2 separate regions of the Zea mays genome follow, and region 1 is linked to region 2. Evidence: chromatin contacts called from public Hi-C data. All regions are on one chromosome and are shown on one strand. Each heading gives the region's core, a stretch centred on a gene start, on an enhancer-like site or on the middle of the called end of the contact. The rest is flanking DNA. Distances are from core to core; before and after follow the strand shown.

What was found. A called contact is a pair of places that touch in the nucleus more often than the background predicts.
Region 1: a Hi-C map of leaf shows a contact between it and region 2, with 2.7 times the contacts expected there. The contact joins the enhancer-like site here to the promoter of LOC103626911 in region 2. A contact is called at or near these places in 2 of 25 Hi-C or Micro-C datasets (ear and leaf).

The regions. Positions count from the first base shown.
Region 1 is chr5:135,769,948-135,772,761 of Zm-B73-REFERENCE-NAM-5.0, forward strand. No RefSeq gene overlaps it. Among protein-coding and RNA genes, the nearest start is that of LOC103626915, 110 kb to the right of the region's middle. Within about 2 kb of position 1,379, at least 4 of the 20 cell types and tissues checked have an H3K27ac peak or open chromatin away from gene starts, as enhancers often do. A contact at or near this core is called in leaf, where this site is marked.
Region 2 is chr5:135,110,516-135,113,450 of Zm-B73-REFERENCE-NAM-5.0, forward strand. LOC103626911 (F-box protein At3g58530-like) reads right to left here and starts at 1,534. Exons shown (of 12, transcript NM_001301565.1): 1 at 1,256-1,534. The coding sequence starts at 1,414.

The DNA of each region.
Region 1 (2,814 bases), core at 129-2,628, 660 kb after region 2:
GTAAAATTCGGAGAAGAGGGTGATGCAATCCTATCTGTCAGGTGAGGTGTTAGTGCTGTTTCAGTATCTGAACCTGAACTCTTTAGTGTTTTCACTCTACTTTGCTGCACAATAACTCTTGTTCTGAGTGTTTTAAACTTTGAGGTGCTATAAAAAATTGGTAGAGCTATGTTTAGGGAATAACTTTTGTTAAGGAAGATTGGTCTGTTGCCTTGTGAAATTGTGAGATCAAAGGGACTGAACAGGGAAGTGTGCGATGTGGTAGTGATGGCTGATGCAGTTGATTCAGTGTTTGGGTTAGGTTCTGAAGATCTTCCCCTTCCTGCTGGTTTCACTTGTGTTCTTGAGTTGAGAAAAGGTTGGGGTGGGTAACTAAGGTTCTAGAGGCCTCACCCCCCTGCAGAAAATATCAAGTTTTGAACCTATTAGTGCTTATCCACAGTGGAGGTCTTATCTGCTCATTTCCCTGTCTGTGTTACTGAACAAAGTTCAGTGCCTTGCTATGCATGTGATCATGCATGGTGTTGGTGTTTGGAAGCCACGTGTGTGAGCTTATGCAGTGCTGGCGTCCTTGGAGTCTTTTCCACCGTGGACTGGATGAGCTCAGTGACGCCTGCCCCTGCCTTCTTATCATGTTTGCTTCGAGACTTGGTTCAGTAGAACCTTTTCCTTGTCCTTGAGTTCTAGCCAAAGTTCATCGTGTGAGTGTTGTAGTTCTTGTGTTCATGTCGGTGTTAAACCCCCCCCAGTCACACTGGTTGATCTGCTCCCATTCTTCGCGTGGCGTTTTCTCTGTGTCTGGTGATCACGCGTTGACGTTTCATCCTCACCGTGGTCAGGCTAGTGTGATGTTGTTTCACGTTTTTAGTGTTCTAGCATCTATTATCGATGGTGAAGCTTACCGAGCTGGCCGTTCTAACTCTACTGCTGTGAGTTCTCTAGAACGTGGTTGCGACGTCGCAGAGCGGTGCCGTGAACCGTGGTCTAGGTAGGTCACTGGTACTCCTCGCGTCCTTAGTTCGAGTTCTACCGTGTTGCTACCCTGGGAACGGGCTTGCCGAGCCGAGAGCTCCATCGTTATCGTGGCCAGAGAAGGATTGTGCTTGGTGATCGTGTTGAAACCTTGTGACCAATTCACGCCAGCCAAGGACACGTTTTAGTGGTGGTTTGGGAGTGCCTGAAGTCTGCGCCGCCGCGTTCTTGGTTCTCTGTTCGCCAGAGTTGCCGACGGGAATCGGGGACGAGTCGTTGTAAAAGAAAAAGAGTAAGAACTGAGGGTATTAGATGCTCTTCTTAGAGAAACAAGCCAACAGTGGCTAGGGATTTTATTCATTTGTTCTTGGCGGCAAGGTCCTTTGCGAAAAGTGCGCAAGCTGGGCATGGGCCACGGGCTAGCTTTGTCTGGTGCACGGACCGTGCCAGCGGTTTTTGGCCCAGTCACTGTTGACTATTTTGCCTTTCTCTTTTAGTTGACAGCTTGTAAATTCTGTCTAAAATCGTAGAAAAATAGAAAATTCGCGAAAAATATTTTTTATAAGTTCATGGTAAAAATAATTTTAGAATTTTTGTAGCAATAAGTAAATTCTGAATTATTTAAAAGTGCCACTTTTAAGCATATTTGAAAGTTAACAATAAATTTTGAGCTCCAAAAATTATGGAAATTCCTGGATAAACTTAATATGTTCCTTTTAACCTCTAGTTAAAATCTGAGCCTTTTTGGAGGTCTTTTTTCTCAGAGAACCTAGTGTTTTCTAAAATAGAAAAGTTTATTCCTTAATTTAAGTATAGATTAGTCTTTTGTAGAAGAGGCTAGTTTATCAAGTGTATCTGGTCTTTGGGTGTAGTTTAAGTGTGCTCTAGTCCATTGCTATTTCTAGCTTGTAGGTGTAGTTTAGTAGTGCTTTTGGTTATCTTCTTTGCAAGTTGCATTTTCATGATATAGCACAAGCATTCATGATCATAACATGTCATGTAGAGCACCAAGAAGAAGTGGTTTTTGAAGAGAAGTTGGCTCCAGTGCTTGTTTGTCCAGTGGCTGGGTTCTTTCTAACTGGTTATCGTGGTAGAAAATCTTGAATCTCCTCCTGTGAAAGGCAAGCCCCGGTGCATTCGTCACTTGTATTTACAAAAAATTATCACCTTATATGATGCATTAGGTGATATGATGATTGATTAAACACTTGATGCATTACCATCCTTGAAAGATTGATTACCATACCTTGTCACCTGTTTTATAAAAGCTAGTCATGATTAGCCCTACTTATCTAGTAGGACTTGAAAATGATTTTGATCTCTAGATAATGTTTTTTGTAAAAAAAGGGCTTGGAATGATGAAGGCATCTAAGGCCTTGATGAATTAATCATCCAAGCATGGTACCTCTATCTGGTACCTAGTTTTTAAAATAAAGAATGTTTAAAACTTGAGACCGGGCGGTGGACTTGCACCGGAATGGAGTCTAGGTGTAGTGTCTCCATCTGAGTGGATTAAGGACCGTTCCATTGATTGGCATGTTGTGTTTGAGACTTTGCAACTAGCCACATGTTCATGTAAGCCTGAAACAAACTATTTCATACGTGAAAAGACAATCACGCACTGGGCGTGGGAGATGGTGGGAGTAGCAGGTACCCTCCTGCAAAGGGCTGGTTGGTAGGGTAATGTGCACCTAGGTAGTGCGGACATGTTCATGTAGTGGAGGATTTGTGGGAATGCTTGACACATGCAAGGGTTAGGTGCTACATATGTCGTGTAGTTATGGATGCCTAGCTAGGTGTAATTGGTTCGAATCGTCATTGCTCCTCAGTTATGGAGACTCA
Region 2 (2,935 bases), core at 284-2,783:
GCTATTGATGGAGTCAAGTCAAGCAGATCACGTAATGCAGTTGGAGGATGTTGCTGAAAGGGATGAAGAATAGTGACTGGCGGTTCGGAACTTCATCAAGATCTCTCTCTTTGGGAATCGCTAGTGTGGCTGATGCTTTCTCTTATCTTGCTCTTCTTGTAACAGAACACACTTTTGGCCTTTTGGGTGCTTTGTTGCTCAGGTGTAGCAGTCGGTTAAGCATATCAAACTTCTCTCACTTGTTGCAGGCTTTTTTCTTGTGTAGCTAGTTGTCTGAGGCAGATCTCTAGCTGCTCAGGGACACTCTGTATGGCTTGCTTCTGTTTTCTGTCTCTAAACCTGAATATTTCTGAATTTCCGTTTTCTGTTACGGGCCGTTTGGATTTATTCATTTTGAAGGAATTAAAATTTACTTAATAAAGTAATCGCTTAGAATTTGACTTTCCACCACTTTTCAAAGCTAAGATATAAACTTATCTTAAATTAATGGGGTAAAATATGGGAAATGATTTTATGCATCAACGAAATATGTTTCTACTCTATAACTTATAAAACGCTCTTATGCTCACTCCTATACAGTAGAAATGTAGCACGTAAACATCTCCCTTATATTGCTAATATATTTCACATAAAAGTAAACCATATTATTTTAATTGAACTTTGCCTAAATTACTATTACGGGGCGTTTGGATTTATTCATTTTAGAGGAATTGGAATTTACTTAATAAAGTAACCTTTTTAGCTTGAAATTTAATATCCCACCACTTTCTAAAGTTCAGATATAAGCCTATCTCAAATTCATGGGTGGAAGATGCGAAATGATTTTATGTCTCAGTAGAATTTGTTTCTACTCTACAACTTATAGGACACTCTTTGACTTACTCCTTTATTGACTCACTCCTTTATAGTAAAAATATAGCACATAAATATATCCGACATCTTGCTAATAATAGTATATAAATATATTTAGTATAAAACCAAATTAGCTTAATTGATATGTGCCTAAATTATTATTATTAGAATGGAATTCGATTCTAAAGATCCAAACGGGATGTTATTAGAATGGAATTCAATTCCAAGGATCCAAATGAGCCGTTAATGGAATAGAGGTTGGCCTCGTGTTAAAAAAAATAATCTTCGGCCAAAGCTAAGGTGAGTGAGGGCTTAAACATCGACAGCAACGATTCCAATTAAACCAGCTAAAACTGGTAACAGAAGCAGAACCGGAAGTTAGGGATTGTCAAGCGATGCGCACCTCCCAGAGCCTGGAGTTAGCAACGAGGGCACGGTAGCACCAGGGACTGACAGCAAGCAGCGCGCATGCGTCCCGCTGCGGAAGGCGCCGACACACCAGTTCCATCACCCGTGGCACCGTCTTCCGGCACCATGCCTCGTCCGCCGCCGGCGCCGCCATCACCGAGTCGGGAGGGGAACCTCGCTCGCTGTGGGAAATTTTGTTTCGCCGCGGACAAGGATGTGGATGTCCCACCAAAGCCTGTTTAGGCCCAAATCCAACCTAGTGCCATGCCTACACATTAGGCCCTGTTCGAGTATTGGTAGCCACGTATTTTTACAGTTCTATTGCAAAACCATAGAATAGTATTTATGAGAGCACCTAAAGGGGTGAATACCTATAAAAATTAAAACTAAATAACACAAACTTGGTTTATGAAATGTTAGTGAAATCAAAATCAATGTGCTATGTCTAAAGAGAAAGATGTGACTTCTTTACTTAATTGCTCTTCACAAAGTGAGTATTAAATTTAGAGAAATTATCAAGTGAATAGAAGTAGAGAGAATCACACAAGAATAATAACAGGTGACACAGCGATTTTTATCATGTGGTTCGGCCAAGTAGGACACTTGCCTACTTTCACGTTGTGGCGTCCCAATGGACGAGGGTTGCACTCGATCCGTTTCAAGCGATCCAATGATCCACTTGAATACCACGGTTTTCTTCCTTAGTAGATGTTTCCCTTTTGTGAGGAATCTCCACAAGTTGGAGCCTCTCACCGTTCCAATATTGACATAATAAAAACCACAAGAGTAGCTCCGGTACGACGGATGCGTAGCTCCGGTACGACGGGTGCGTAGCTCCGGCGAGCTCCACGGGCTCCGGCGACGGTGTGGCGAACTCCAGCGACGGCGGCGGTGGCTCAAACAGCGAGGAGAGTGAGAGAGAGTAGGGGCGAGTGTTGGAACTTGCTCTCCTGGGCAAGTTGATCCAACGGGGGAGTGGAACGAGCGCAAGCAAAGTTTAATGCGGGATGGCAAAAGCTATGTTGGTCTGGCCTCTCACGGGCACTATACGGGGGTATTTATAGGTACTCGAGCGGCCACCCGTCAATTGTCAAAGACGTTTATGCCCTCGAGTACCCTGTCTGTCCCTAGAATATTCCCACAGGAGGAGGTTACATACTGTCATTACAGGAAAGGCTATTATAGACGCGGCCCATAATACACTTATCCACGCGGGGCCCGTTACAGTGGGCCAAATCCCACCTGGGCCTCCCCGCACGGTGAGGGCGTGGGACTAGTAGACTTCGATAGAGCCTTTGTCTTGCCTTGTAGAGGACGAAAGGGGACCGCGTCGATCTTCCTCCGATCGACGCCTCCAGCTTGCTCGGGCGCGCTCTGTGGATGTGGTCTTCGTCACGAAGGCATGGAGCGAAGGGTAGCGTGTTCGCCTACGCCCCAACATTTGCCCTCCGAGGAGCCAGTTCGACGAAGTCATCTGGTGCCGAAGATGTCGCTAGATGGTGGAGACGCTGCCCTCGCTCGAAGTGGTCCCGCGGGTTTTTTTTGAAATGTGACAGTTGATGGATGTGTTACTGTTGGACTAAGGGCTTCCCGAAGCGTCGCGTCCTGTCTATAAAAGGGGGCGGCGCGGTCGAGACTATCTTTTACCCGTTGCATGCATCGTAGAAATCCTAAC